Linked DNA regions of Sus scrofa: region 2 is linked to region 1. The links are chromatin contacts, called in public HiChIP or PLAC-seq maps. All regions are on one chromosome and are shown on one strand. The core of a region is the stretch at or near the end of the contact, and the rest is flanking DNA. Distances in the headings are between cores, read along the strand shown. Region 1 overlaps CD47 (CD47 molecule). Region 2 has its middle 170 kb from the start of CD47.

Region 1 (7,133 bases), core at 1,716-4,215:
AAAAAAGACAAAAAAAAATTAAAAAAAAAAACATTAAAACCAGCTGAGTTAAAAGTATTGTTATTATTAGGAGTCCCAATATTCATTCTGAAGAAGTTAAAAAAAAAAAACCTTCTTAGGACTATTAAAAGTAAACTGCTGCAAATTATGAGGGTAAATATAGACTTCAAGGAGAATATTAATACTGACTATATAGTCTCATTTATCCCATTAACATACTTTTTAATACAATCTGGTTAAATACAATATTTCACTAATACTGCCTCCCAGAAATAATTATTTAACCACCAAAACATAAATGAAAAATAGAAATAAATACTTACTCAAAATACCAAACTGTCCCCAGAACAGAAGTATAGCCAAAATTGGGAAAATAACAATGAGGATATTTTCATTTGGAGAAAACCATGAAACTGGGAAGAAAGAAGACAAAAATCACAATTAACATTTATTATAATCACTTTAACTCCTGCCAGTGAAGGGTCAACAATACACTTCATTGTGAAAATGGAGAAATAAAAATAATTAATTAAAACTTTAGCCTTAAAACAAATTACATATGTAATCTACTTATATAGCGCATTTTACTTATGAAAAAAGAAACTAGTTGTTTAAGTGTTTTGTATCACATTTTCCCTAACTTCTGATTTGTGGAAGAAGGTAGTGTGGTACAGGAGCTGAAAACAAGGTTCTGCAGCCACAGTGTTTGGCTTTGAAACCCAACCCTAACTTAGAATCTCTGTGACCTTGGACAAAGTATTAACACCTCTCTGCTCTTCAGGGTCCTCAGCTGTTACACTGGTACAGCTTGACTGCTGTGATTATTAAGAGTTAATACATGCAGAGGGCCTAAAGCAAAACTTGGCACTTACCAAGTGCACAGTAAACATTAACTACAATTATTAGTTGTCATTCCTATGGTAAATATCTGTATGTGCAGTGTGCCAGGAATGTACTTTAAACCAACAATGAAGTCTTTCTGCAAAAACTGACTCAGCGTATCAAAGTGAGGAAGTTGTACAACTGGGTACCTTTACCTTATTCTGACTGAAACCAAGATAGATGTGAGCCTTAGCTTTTCTCAAACTTACTCTGGAATAGAAAATATATTTATGAATAACTAGGCTTCAAATGACTGTTTACATGTAAAGTAACACCAGAGATTCTGGGTATTAAGGAAGCTTCTATTAAGTGGATCACAAGTTACCGAGAGAATGAGACTATAACTATACAGTCTATATAAAGGAAACTGTGACATTAAGATATCAAATAAGATTTGTTGAAAACTTTTTTTTTTTTTTTGCTTTTTAGGGCCGCACCCTCCACATATGGAGATTCCCAGGCTAGGGGTCTAATCAGAGCTGTGGCCGCCGGCCTACACCACAGCCACAGCAACACCAGATCCAAGCTGCGCTGGTGACCTACACTACAGCTCACGGCAACTCCAGATCCTTAACCCACTGAGCGAGGCCAGGGATTGAACCCGCAACCTCATGGTTCCTAGTCGGATTCATTTCTACTGCACCACGATGGGAACTCCTGTTGAGAACTTTTTAAAAATTAAGTTTAATTGCCTCTTATCAACTCTCAAGACCATAATTTTACCTGTGAAATTTCTTCTCTAACAATAAAGCCAAATAAATGCACTGAAAGCATTTCAAAGTTTGCCTATATAGAAGGAAGTCTCTATGTGAAGAACACTTCTAAATGCTGCTCAAACCAAGCACTTGTGTCCCTCTAAAATTAACCCTTTCAAATTTTCCACTGCTCAGACTCCATATCAGCATGTAAGGAACCTCGTGGACTTTCATACAATAATGCCAACCATGCATTTCTTGTGTTAAGATTAGAATGGTAAACTCTGGTAAATGTTCACAATGATCCCTAGACTATAACATTATAAATTCCATCTTTTAGGTATTCCCTTTCCATAATCTGCCATTCTGCCCTACACATAGTGGAGATTCAATTGGTTTATAGCTAAAAGTTCCAAAGGTCATAGGATGAAAGACAGTCTTTTGCAGGGTGGGGAGAGGAATGCTCTCATGGTTGCAGATTTCTACCAAGAGACAGATGTCTTCAGATATTCTGAATTAATACCTTCATTTCCAACTGAACTACTGAGAACCTTCCTATACCAAAGATAACTCATTTCAATTCAGTCTAAAATCCTACCAGGAAAGACCTTCATGAATCACTCTCAGGTTTTCATATCTAATGCCTAAAGGATTTGGTAAAAGCTCTATGATCTAATGACTATTCTTAGGCAACTTATTTTTCTCTGCTTGTTTTATTATTTTGAGTTGTATACATTAACTCTTTAAATTATTCCAATTATTTTATGAGGATTAATTAACCCCTCATCTTTGAGGAAACCGAAGCACAGTGAATTAAAGGTCGCCAGTGCCTTAAACTACCACGTTCCAAACTGACTCTTGACACTCCACGCCCTATGCCTCCACCAATCCCCCCACAGTCTTCCCCATTTCCGTAGCGGTGACTCCATGTCTCCAAAACCCTGGACTCATCCTTGACCCCTTGGTTTCTCTCACTCCCCGACTCTGGGCTGAAAGTAAATCATGTGGTCGCTACCTTCAAAATACAGCCAGGATCTGATGTTGTGTTCCAGAAAGGCTGACAATGAAATGTTCTTGCACTGGTCTCCCTCTATATACAATGGGACATCTTCAACAGTCTTAGGATATATTAATAGCAATCTATGAGTGAAAATAAGAGTGTATTTGACCGGGTCTGAGCACTCATTTCTCACTTATTACACAAATATGTATTGAAAGACCACTAAGGGTAGGGTGCTTTTCTAAGTATCTGGGGTTCAAAATTGAATAAGCCAGTTGGGGCCATGAGCTTGAGGAGGGAGAGAGGTTGAAGAACAGCCTCTTGTGGGTAGTAAAGAGAGGCCTCTGGGGAGAGGAACTGGCTCTGAGCCTCAGATTGGAGGAGCTTGTCATGTGAAGAGAGGGAAGAAGATACAAGGAAGGAACTGCAAGTTTGAGAACTGAACGATTCACAAGGGGAGTGTGGCTAGAATTTAATGATAGCAGATGAGATGGAAAGAGTTTGCTGGGGTTAAGATCATGTTGAGTCTTAAGAGTTAAGGAAGCCTGGGGAGTTCCTGCTGTAGCTCAGCGGGTTACGAACCCAACTAGTATCTGTGAGGATGTGGGTTCAACCCTTGGCCTTGCTCACAGGGTTGGGGATCTGGTATTGCCATAAGATGTGGTGTAGGTTGCAGATGTGGTTTGGATCTGGTGTTGCTGTGGCTATGGCCGGCAGCTGTAGTTTCAATTCGTCCCCTAGGTTGGGAACTTCCATATGCCACCACTGTGGCTCTAAAAAAATAAAATAAAATAAAAAAGCAAAGAAAAAAGAAAGCAAGCTTGGATATTTTATTCTACAAGCGATGACAAGTAATCAGAAGGCCTCAAATAGGGAAGAAAAATGACCTAGTTTCTTTAAACTCTTCTTTGGCAGCTATGAAGGGAATGGATTACAGAGAAGCAGGATCTATCAGAAAAGGTAGTGCAGAATCAGGCAGTAGCAGGAAAGTTAGGACATGGCCCACAAATGCAGTCCTGAGTTCAGTTTTACTTATCACATTTAAAGACATAACAGGGAAATTGTTTCAAAGGAAAGTGACTAGAATGGGGATCCTGAAACCGTGAGCAACGGTGGAAAGAACTGGGGATTTTTACCTTAGAGGAGAATAAACTTGGAAGAGAAATACCACAGCCCTCCTAGTGAGTGAGAAATTACAGGGTTGCAAGTTTTAGCTTGACTCTAGGAAGAATGGGAACTGCCCGATAATAGACTAAAATCCTTTGGGAAGTAACAGTCTCATCACGTCAAGTGTTTAAGTCTAGCGTTTACGTAAAAAGTTTGAATGACCAACTACCTGGAGTGTGAGAGAGCCAATTCATGGTTTAGATGGGGATACAGACTAGATGACTAATAGCTGACTCTACACCTCTATGTAGAAATAATAGTGAGAGATATTTCAGTGACAGAGGGTGAAATTACAGAACAAAAATTATTGTCTAAGTGATTCTTCACTGGAGCTTATCAGAATTTCAGAATTAAACTTCACATACTCTCCCCTCTCAGCTTCTACCCCAGTGATTTTGTGGGGGGTAGGTGGGGAGGGGAGGGCAGTATCCATGATTCTCTCAGTTTAAATTCACTGCTGCAGCTCCCTGCTATAATCTATCTTCTCTCACTGACATGAACAATTTGTTACAGTAGGAAAAGTTTGAGGATAACTGAATTGGATATTCAAGTATTGGATGAGATACTGGAGAAAAACACAAAGTTTTATACAAAACTATGTATATGGTTTTAAGCTACTGATTTGTTATGGTAGTATTGTCAGATGATTAACTTTTGTCTCCCTAGGGGAGAGGGAGACAAGAACTTCTCTAAGGTTCCTTTTAGTTCCAAGCTTCGATGGCACTGCAAAAATAAAGTTTAAAATGGACTAAGTACAATAGCAGATATTTCTCCACCTCAGGATTAAGAAAGATGATCCAAGGACATCTTACTCTTACTCCACCAAAGCTATCGCTGACAACCATGTCCATTACTCTCCAATTCCTGGTCAGGTAGAGCGGCTCCCAGGAAAATAAACTCCTGAGGTGAGAGGCAAAGAAGATGTGGCTTATGGGTAAGTGCTGAAATTTTGCTTCCAAGTCTAAATATTATAGAAACCCAGGATCTCATTTCTCTTATCTCTGTGTACAAAATGGGATGGCCTGAAAGAGCCAGTAAATCACTCTAATCAACTGAGTGTGCCTCTTTTTCAAATACATACATGGGTAACCTCTACACAGAGACTATATTTCCATAAAAGAAGATCACAATAAAATTTCTGACACTAAAATTCAAGCTGCAATTTTCTTGATGCTTCAGGATTGTGATGGGGTTTTTTAAATATACTGACTTGGCTAGGATATAGTCCCCAATTATTTAATCAAAGCCAGAATTCTAAGATGGCCCCCTCAAACCCTGCCACCACCACCCCCACCCCACCCCCTCCACCCCCTCCATCAGCTTTTTATAATTCCCTCCCCTTGAAGGGGGATGGGGTATGAAGAGGAAAGATTTCACTCCCACGATTACGTTGTGTCATGTGGCAAAAGGGATTTTGCTGAATGCAATTAAGGTCCCAAATCAGTTGACTTTGAGAAAGGGTGATCATTCTTTTTTTTTTTTAATTTCAGTGAAAACAATATCTTAAGAGAATAACTGGAATTATGACTGTTGACATTATATTAGAACATGAGATTTTAAAAATTCGTACACTTTCTGGAACACTTAAATTAATAACCTGCATGGATACAAATACAACCTAAGAAGGTTTATCATCACTTATTTGACAATGCTTTCTTTGTAACTTAATATACCTAATAAACATAATTAGTTTAACATCTCTCTTTTACAGGGTCAGAGGCAAATCCTTTGAAATTTTCTAAGAATCCTATGGGAAATCTCAAAGTTCTTTGAGGTCAAAAAGTGTTCATTTGGAATTTTATTTGGGGAGGTTGTTAAAATGTCAAAAGATTTGAACATTTGACTGAATAGGATCACAGATTATTAAAAAATAACACTTAATTATCTATTTAACCAGTATGATAATAGAATATATTAAAGGCAAATTTAGAAGTTTACAGAATTGTGAACTAAACAGCTCTTTTAATATTGAGAAGGTTGGGTTTTCTTAAATAATTGAAACCTAAAAAGGACGAAGTGAAGCACAGTCAATTATTTTGGTAAAATAAAATCTTTGCTTCCCAGGTAGATTAGAGAAAGGGTGATTATTCTTAAAGGACAGGGGGAAGATCTAATATGTCCTTAAAAAGGTCTGGGATCTTTCTAGGAGGAAATTCAACATGTCAGAGGGATTCAACAAAAGGAAGATTCTCCCTAGCTGGCTTTAAATGTGAGCGATGCTGTGTGGCAAGGAATGGGAACAACCCATAGGAACTAAGAGATCCCTTCATCAGACCTCTAGCAAAGAAACAGGGACCTCAGCCATGCAATCACCAGGGACTGAATTCTGCCACAATCATGTGCACTCGGAACAAGACCCTGAGCCCCAGGTGAGAAGACAGCTTGGCTAATACCTTGATTTTAGCCCTTTAAGAGTGAATGGAGAACCCAGCCATCCCATGACCAGAACTATGACCTACAAAATGGTGAGCTAATCAATAGGTGTTGTTTAAAGCTGCAACATTTGTAGTTATTAGTACACAACTAGAAAACTAACACAAGAATCTTGAAATGCCTTCATGTCAACATTATGAACACAACGTATATCATGTTGATAATAACAGAAGTGACAACTTTGCTAAACTTGAACAGAACTTTTATTTTATTTTACTTTTATATTTATGGCTGTACCTGCAGTACATAGAAGTTCCTGGGCTAGGGGTCAAATCAGAGCTGCAGCTGTTGCCTATGCCACAACCACGGTAACAAGGGATCCAAGCTGCATCTGCGACCTATGCCTCAGCTTGTGGCAATGCAGGATCCTTAACCCATCAAGTGAGGCCAAGGATAGAACCTGCATCCTCATAGAGTCAACACTGGATCCTTAACCCACAAAGCCGCAACGAGAACCCCTGAACGGAACTTTTAAACAAAAAAACCCTAATAGCTCACTTAGAAAACAGTAAAATTTTAAGCCTCCAAGTTTTTGTATCATTAATACTGTAAATATAAATATTAATAACACATTTTCTGATTATTACTTAAATTTAATATTTGGTGTTTTCACAGAACCATATACAGTGGTGGTAAAAATACTGCTTTTAAAGACAAACAGATCTAGGTTAAAATCCTGGCTATGACTCTAGCCTTGAACAAGTACCCTAACTCTCTCTTGTTTTCTCATCTGTTAAATAGTAAGACCTTTATCTGTTTCCTAGAGTTCTTAGGAAGATGACAGGACACACATACATAAACTATCTGGTATGTTTCCTAATAAATGTAAGATTATTTTGCACTACTTTGGTACTATTGCTTCCTTGAAAGCAGGGATCGTGTCGTAGTCATCACTGAATCCATAGAGCCTCGTGCAATACTTGGCACATAGCAGGTGCTCAATATATCACTGTTAA
Region 2 (7,133 bases), core at 2,480-4,979, 150 kb before region 1:
CATTTGGCATAAAGATTTCCAGCCCTTTCTCCCCCCAGTGAAGAAATTCCCTGATAACATACCCAAGAAATAGAATTCAGGATTCCTTTTCTTCATTTGGAGTCATCTGAAGTTGAATAGCCCTCTCTGAATGGGGGGCATTTTTCTGCTGTGATAAATTTGTCTTCATGACAAACTCAAGCCATTGGCCTCCAGGTGGAGCTGCATGAAAGACAGAAAGAAGGGAAAAGAGAAAAAAACAGGGTGGCGCCCCAGATATGCAGATGGGCTGAGAAACACACAATGAAACTCAAAGTTGGTGCTTGGTCCTTAGGGGATTTGTGGGACAGAGACTAGTATGTGAACTGATTTAGCCAGTTTAATTCTGCAAGAGCTTGATGGGAGAGTTTGATGCAAGAGGAATGAGACTTGGTCTCTGTGGAGCTGAAAGTTGGGAGTGGCAGCAAGTAGACTTGGAGCAAGGACCACAAAAGACCCATCACATTCGGTGGTAACCCTGGTACAGCTTAGGGCATGGTTTCAGTGGTGAGAGAAAGGCTAGTATCATTTTTTTGCCTGTTGCTCTATTCCAGGCACTAAATTCTATGGGTTAAATTGATTATCTCATTTAGTTTAATCCTAAAAATAAACCTTTGACATGAGCCTATTTTGATGGTGAGGAAATTGAGGCACAAAATCATTAAATAGGGATTTCCTATTGTGGCTCAGCGGGTTAAGAACCTGACTAGTATCCATGAAGATGCAGGTTCTATCTCTGGCCTCACTCAGTGGGTTAAGTATCCAGTGGTGCCACAAGCTGTGGCATAGATCACAGATGCAGCTCTGATCCTGCGTTGCTGTGGCTGTGGCATAGGCCTGCAGCTGCAGCTCCTCTTCGACCCCTAGCCTGGGAACTTCATATGCTGCAGGTGTGGCCCTAAAAAGAAAAGGCAAAAAAAAAAAAAAAAAGATTAAATAAACTGTTAGAGTCCAACAGCAAGCGAACTATAGGATTTCAGCTCAGATCTATCTGATTACAGCACCCAAGCCCTCCGAAAGCCTGGAGCCACTTGCTAACTCTATGACTAAGCCCTCCTAACCTTTCTGGGCCTCAGTTTCCTTCTGCCACAAATGGAGAGAATAAGGCTGTGCCAGAATCATTTGGGGGTCATGCTTTGCTTGATCCCTCTCCTCTGGCAAGCTGCCTCTTAGCCCTGATAATTGGGCATCGTCATCTAACCTCTTGATTCTGACTCTAAATGCTCAGACCAGTGGGCACTTGACTCAAGGGAGGGAAGTAGAGAGTGACAGGTCTCTGGGCCCCTCACTTTTGTCAGTCCTGAGACCTAATTTTTCTAGATTCCCGTGGGACTGTGCTACAACTTTACAATAACCACCCTACCCCTGTTCCTCCGTGTTTTCTTGGGCTGAACTGAGTTTCTGTTACCTGTGACCAACAGATCCCTGACTGGAACAAATACTTTCCTGGCGGAGTTACTGTGAGTTGTCTAGGAGATAAAGTAAATTACAAAGGGCAAGATTGATGAGACCAGAGCTATTTATCTTAGTGAGTAAAATAGCAATTTGGCCTTTATAATTGAGTCCTGAGATGTTCCGTTTATGGAATGCTTCATTATGTGGAAAGGAGGATTTGCACAAATTTCAGTTCTACTTCTCTTGCCAGGAGGAATCAAAGTGGCTGATAGTCATGTCAGAAGAAAGACACACAACCCCCGGGGTTCTCTGTATTCAGGACAGAATGGCTCCAGGCTGGTCATCTGGGAATCACTTTAAATTAGGTTTCCACTAGAGCCAGACTGTACCCTGTGGAATCTTCTAGAGGGATTTGTAAATTGCCTATCTGAATCGGTTGACTGTCTGGCTGGCCATGCACTGTTTCAACGTGTGTGAAAGTTCTGAGAAACATGTGTGCCTCAACCCCAAAGAGGGGTTTCACCAAGGAGTTGATCTCATCTGATTTGGGTCAGGAGCATCAACCGGTCTGGTGGTGTCACTCGCCAAGACCAAAGCAATCACATAGGCATCTAAACACAGCCCGGGAACGTGAACCTGCTTCTTTTAAAGTAAAAGACACTCCACACTGGATGTTTTAAATGTAGGTTATTTAGTATCACAAGTGCTTTGCCTTTGGACCTGTGGTGCAGTAGGTTTAAAGTGCTCATCAGAAACAGCACACCTTATACTGGCGTCTTATTTTCTACAGGGTTGCATATCACTTTATTCCTCATGGACCTCAGGCTGCCACGGCTTCCTTTGCTTCTTGATAATTTCAATACCTCTTGCGTTAAGTCGAAGCCAAATTCACCTGTTTCTCCTCCCCAACCCCCTCAACAGGCAACCCACATTCTCCTACTTTCTCTGGGGATCATATTGCTTAGCTCTCCCCTCTCTCGTTGAGGCAGCAGAGAAAGCAATTTTTTTTTTTTCCATTGAGCTTCCCTGTTGCTGTTTTTATTATTTAACTCAGACCATGTAAATCACCAGTCGGAGGGTGGCCTTTGGATGAATCTCGTTCCGAATCTCAATTGACTGGAGCAAAGACAGTGTGTTTTCGGGCTACTTTTAAGAATCTCACTTTTTTCAGCTTTTGCCCATTAGGATCAATTATGATCTTTAAAATAAAGTGCCTTTGGCTAGTATTGTGCAGGGTCCCCCTCTTTCTTCCGCAGCAGGTCAGCGCTTACTCTCTTAGGGAGAATTTTCAAAGAGGTTTATGAGAGAGGATCCGTGGTGGCCTTTAATCCATGTGATTCTTCAGAAGAGAATGCTGAAGCCTGCTTTGTGGTTATTGTCCTTTAATTACCAGTGGCATCAGAAAAAGAAACCACAGCGTAATCTCCTATTGGTGGGTTACACTGTAGGCAGCAGGCAGAAATCTTCACCAGGGTGGGTGGCAGAGGGGAGTGAGCCTGCCTTCTCTGTGTCCTCAAATCTTGATGGTAGAGTCTCCCCGGGCCACATATCCACCTACAACTCTACCAAGTCTCATAGCCTGGGACTTTATGAATTCAACAGTACATGTGCCCCAAGCCTGTGAGATCTAAATACATACAAATATAGAGTAAAAGTGAGCCTTGATTATTTACTCTATGCCAGGCACGAATCCTACCTCATCCTCTAATCAACCCTTTGAGGTAAGATTTACTGAGTGCCTGTGGCGGCTCAGCAATAATGATCCCGACTAGTATCCATGAAGACATGGGTCCGATCCCTGGCCTCGCTCAGTGGGTTAAGGATACGGCATTGCTGTGAGCTGCAGTGTAGGTCACAGACAAGGCTAGGATCCTGCATTGCTGTAGTGGTGGTGTAGGCCAGCAGCTGCAGATCTGATTCGATCCCTAGCCTGGGAACTTCCATGCTGTGGGTGCGGCCCTGAAAAAAAAAAAAAAAAAAAAAAGTTTGCTTAACTCTTGTTGCAGGAAAAATTGGGCTCGTGGTCATGTCCTAGGTCTCGAGTGAGGCCCTGGGATGGGTGCCAAGTGGAAGCATGTTTATTTAGAGAGATATACGCTCCATAGACGGTGGGTGGTCTATCTCAGAAGGTGAGGGAGGCAACCTCAGGGCAGGGGGTCCTCTGAGAAAGTGAGAGCACCCTGGGTTGTCTGGGTGCTTAGTTTATGTGGGCTGGATAATTTCATATGCTGATGAGTGAGAGGGAAGGTCTATCTTGGAGAAGAGTTGAGGATTTCCAGGAACTGGGGAACCACCCACTTTTTGGCCTTGTCCGGTTGACCTCACAACTGTCATGGTGCCTGTGGATGTGTCATATAACTGCCAATGTATTACAGTGAGTGTATAATGAGGCTCAAGCTCCACAGGGAGTCAAATCTTCCACCATCTTGAGTCTAGCACATTCTAACTGGTTTTCGTGGTGTCCTGTTCTTTTTAATGACTGTCATTCTTTTCACGCCTGTGCTTTGCCCCCTTCCTTCCTATTTCGTTCCTGATGCGGCAGGAATTATTCCAAGTGCTACCTATGTACTAACTCACTTATTTGATCCTCCTAATAGTCCTATGATGTGGGTACAGTTTTTGGACCCCATTTTGTAAATGAGGAAGCTAAGGTCCACAGAGAGGTTAGATAATTTGCCTAAGGTCATCCAGCTGGCAAGTGGTGAAGCTGGGATTCAAACCTAGCCGTCTGAATTTCAGATCCTGTGCAATCAATGACATCTGTCTCTGCAAAAGATACCTTATGGAGCAGTAAACATTCCCGGTCTCCTGTGACTGAGGAATAGTGGCTGCTAACATAGGGTTAGGACTCCCCTGCTCCCAGGTTCTGCTGGTCCTTGCTTTGGCTCCCTCACTGTTTTTGCCACAGGCAGCCTGTGCAAGAATGGTGGTGGCTCCCTGGTTGTCTCTGCTACTACTACCTGGAGATTTTCCTCCATCTCCGCTAATGTGATTTCTCATATTTCCCTTTGATACAGCTTTTGTCTGCTGATTTCTATGGAGATTGGCTCCCTCAATACTTTCTTCCATATAACTGCCTCTAATTGCCAAGAAATGCCTCTTCTGGGTTTGTTTACGTGGCACTGTGCCTCTGTCTGCTCAGACCATGGCCTCCATGCCCTGTCTGTGTTCCTCTGCTCTATTAGCATTCTCTGCTGCATGAAGGCTTTGGAAAGAGCCATATTTCTCTGCCTTTGCCAGGAAGAAACATTTTAATATTGGGACTTCAGCTAAAAATTGACTGCCCCACTGAGCACCCCTAGGATACAATGCAATCTCTCCTAGTCATATGTAGAAATTCAGGAATGTTCTGACTTCTTGTTGTTGTTTGTTTTTTGTTTGTTGTTGTTGTTTTGGTTGCATCCACAGAATGTAGAAGTTGCTGGGTCAGGGATCAAAGGATCAAATCTGCACTACAGCTGTAGCCAGAACCACTGAAGTGACAACCCAGATCCTTAACCTGCTGAGCCACAAGGCAATTCCATGTTCTGATCTGTTTCAAGCATTTCATATCTGGTGTCAAAGAGGTTACTAAAAAGATAGGAATCCTGCCTGCTACATTGAGACAGAGTAAAGAGAAACAGACATGAATTTTGGAGGTAAGCAAACCTCAGATTGCATCCCAGTTCTAATGCATACTGTGTGGCCTTTGGCCACTTACTGAACCTCTCTGAGCTTTCTTCTTCCATGAAACAGAGATAAAAACACCTCACAGTGTTTTTCGAGGATCGAAAGTGATGGTAGGTATGATGTTCCTGGTATAGACTAGGTATGTGATTGCTTTTCTGCCAATATTTTTTGGCTGTTGAACTTAGCCTCTTCGGAACCCATTTTCCTTATTTTTAAAATGAAGCGTGAGGCTAAGCTGACTGCTAAGGTCTCTTCCAGTTCAGAGTGTCTCGTATATCAAGCTTGGGAAAGGTTCCGAGTGCTTTCTTTCCTGATATTATCTCGTGTGATCCTCTAACAACCTTTTGAGTTAGGTCCTATTATAATTCACATTTTACAGAAGAGAAAACTGAGGCTCAGGAAGAATGAATAACTGGGCAGGGTTACTTACCTAGCAGTCAGCTAGGAAATAGGATTTGAACCCAGAGCCTACAGTTTAAATCAGTGCCCTGAACTGTGAGGCTCAGAGCCATGTGCAGTGGATCCTCGTGTAACAGCTGCTCAGTGGTTACTCTCAGTGCCCTTGACTGACTGGGCACTACCTATGCTCTGATGGGTGGGCTGTATCCTGCCCCAAATTTTACTGACAGGGCACCAATCCAGGAAGCAAGGAATTTCCCAGGAATAACAGGACAGTGCCCACAGAGGATATGAGTGGACGACAGGGAGTTACGGAATTGCTGACTGACTGGGTAGATGGCTCCCCAGCCAACCTGGCGGACCTTGTAGACAGGTGCACATCATACAGACTGAATTGATGGTGACGAAATATCTGAAAAGTGTGTCTGCATCTCTCTTTGGTGCTGTCAGGGCCCTCCTCTCTTATCTAGTTTCTTGCTTCTAATATGTCCTGGATTCAGAAACCAGCTAACCAAACTTGTTAGAACTGTGCTTCAAATAAGAGTTAAGTATACTCTGCAAAAGTCCCTGAGGCGTGCTCGAAGAAGGGTTAGAGCTTGGAGATTGTGACATTTCGGTGTCATCAGAGAGAAGGAAAAGCGGCTCAAAATAATTTGAAAGCCTATCAAATGTTTATACTAATTTGCATACATAAGCACATAGATGTTTATGTCTGCTATACCCACATTTGGCTCTGCTTAAATGTTCTGTTCCTTGCTGATCTCAAATGACTCAGATAGTAGCTATATTCAACTTTCCCACGTAAATTTCCTAAAACACCAGGTACTGACTCCTGGTAATTTTATTGGCGTTTCCTTCAGGAACCTGTATTGGCATTCAGTTGGCAACAATTATCTCCTGGTGGGAAGCTGATACCTACTTTTCTGGGCTTTGTTATCTTTTTTTTTTCTTCTGCAGATATGTTGGGTTATAGCTTAGCAGTGTTATAGAGAAACTCACGTGCTTAGGTGATGTTAATGTGCTATTTTCTTTAACTTATTGAATAAAAACTCACCCATCAGCGGTGTTTCAGATCCAGTTGAATTTTTATTTTCCTTTAAAACCTTAACAATCACCAGGAAAATTGTGCTATAAGGCCCCGAGTGGCAGCCAACGTCTTTCATCAAAGCAACTCAAAATACTTCCCAAACATTAATTAAACCCCACACATTGTAGCCTAGTTACACACTGAATTTTTTCTTAAAAAAAAAAAAATCAGTACCAGCAAGTAGGTGACAGATGTACATGGCAAAGGAAAATGAAAACTTCTTAAGGAAACAAATTTGAGTTTTCAAGTACCAAGGGCATCTACTTCCTCTTAATAAAACGATGTTCTAGTCCCTGATCACATTCGGCTGCTCATCTTCTTACACATAGAGCTGTTGATCCAATCTTCCTTTCCACAAGCATTATTCTCTTGGCACAGGCAGAAACATTTGCTTCTTGGCTTTATTGCTATCAGGCGTGGTAAGGCTGTGGGCCACAGGGAAACTTGAGCAGTTTCTAAAGTGACGAGGAAGTTGAGCACTTTCCTAGCATCACCCGGGTGCACTGGGTCCCCTGGGAGCAGAAGCATTCTGATCCAAGTTGAGTCCCTCGCAAGTAGCAGGACC

The links. HiChIP or PLAC-seq counts read pairs in DNA pulled down with a chosen protein or histone mark.
Region 2: an H3K27ac HiChIP or PLAC-seq map of alveolar macrophages shows a contact between it and region 1. The contact joins two enhancer-like sites. A contact is called at or near these places in 7 of 47 Hi-C or Micro-C datasets (blood, embryonic fibroblasts, fetal heart ventricle and 3 more) and 2 of 2 datasets of contacts at active chromatin or transcription factors (alveolar macrophages and skeletal muscle).

What each region holds. Positions count from the first base shown.
Region 1 is chr13:151,444,858-151,451,990 of Sscrofa11.1, reverse strand. It overlaps CD47 (CD47 molecule), which reads right to left. Exons shown (of 9, transcript NM_213982.1): 3 at 324-413. Among named protein-coding and RNA genes, the nearest start is that of CD47, 19 kb to the right of the region's middle. Within about 2 kb of position 2,965, at least 3 of the 83 cell types and tissues checked have an H3K27ac peak or open chromatin away from gene starts, as enhancers often do. A contact at or near this core is called in alveolar macrophages, where this site is marked.
Region 2 is chr13:151,592,252-151,599,384 of Sscrofa11.1, reverse strand. No RefSeq gene overlaps it. Among named protein-coding and RNA genes, the nearest start is that of CD47, 170 kb to the right of the region's middle. Within about 2 kb of position 3,729, at least 2 of the 83 cell types and tissues checked have an H3K27ac peak or open chromatin away from gene starts, as enhancers often do. A contact at or near this core is called in alveolar macrophages, where this site is marked.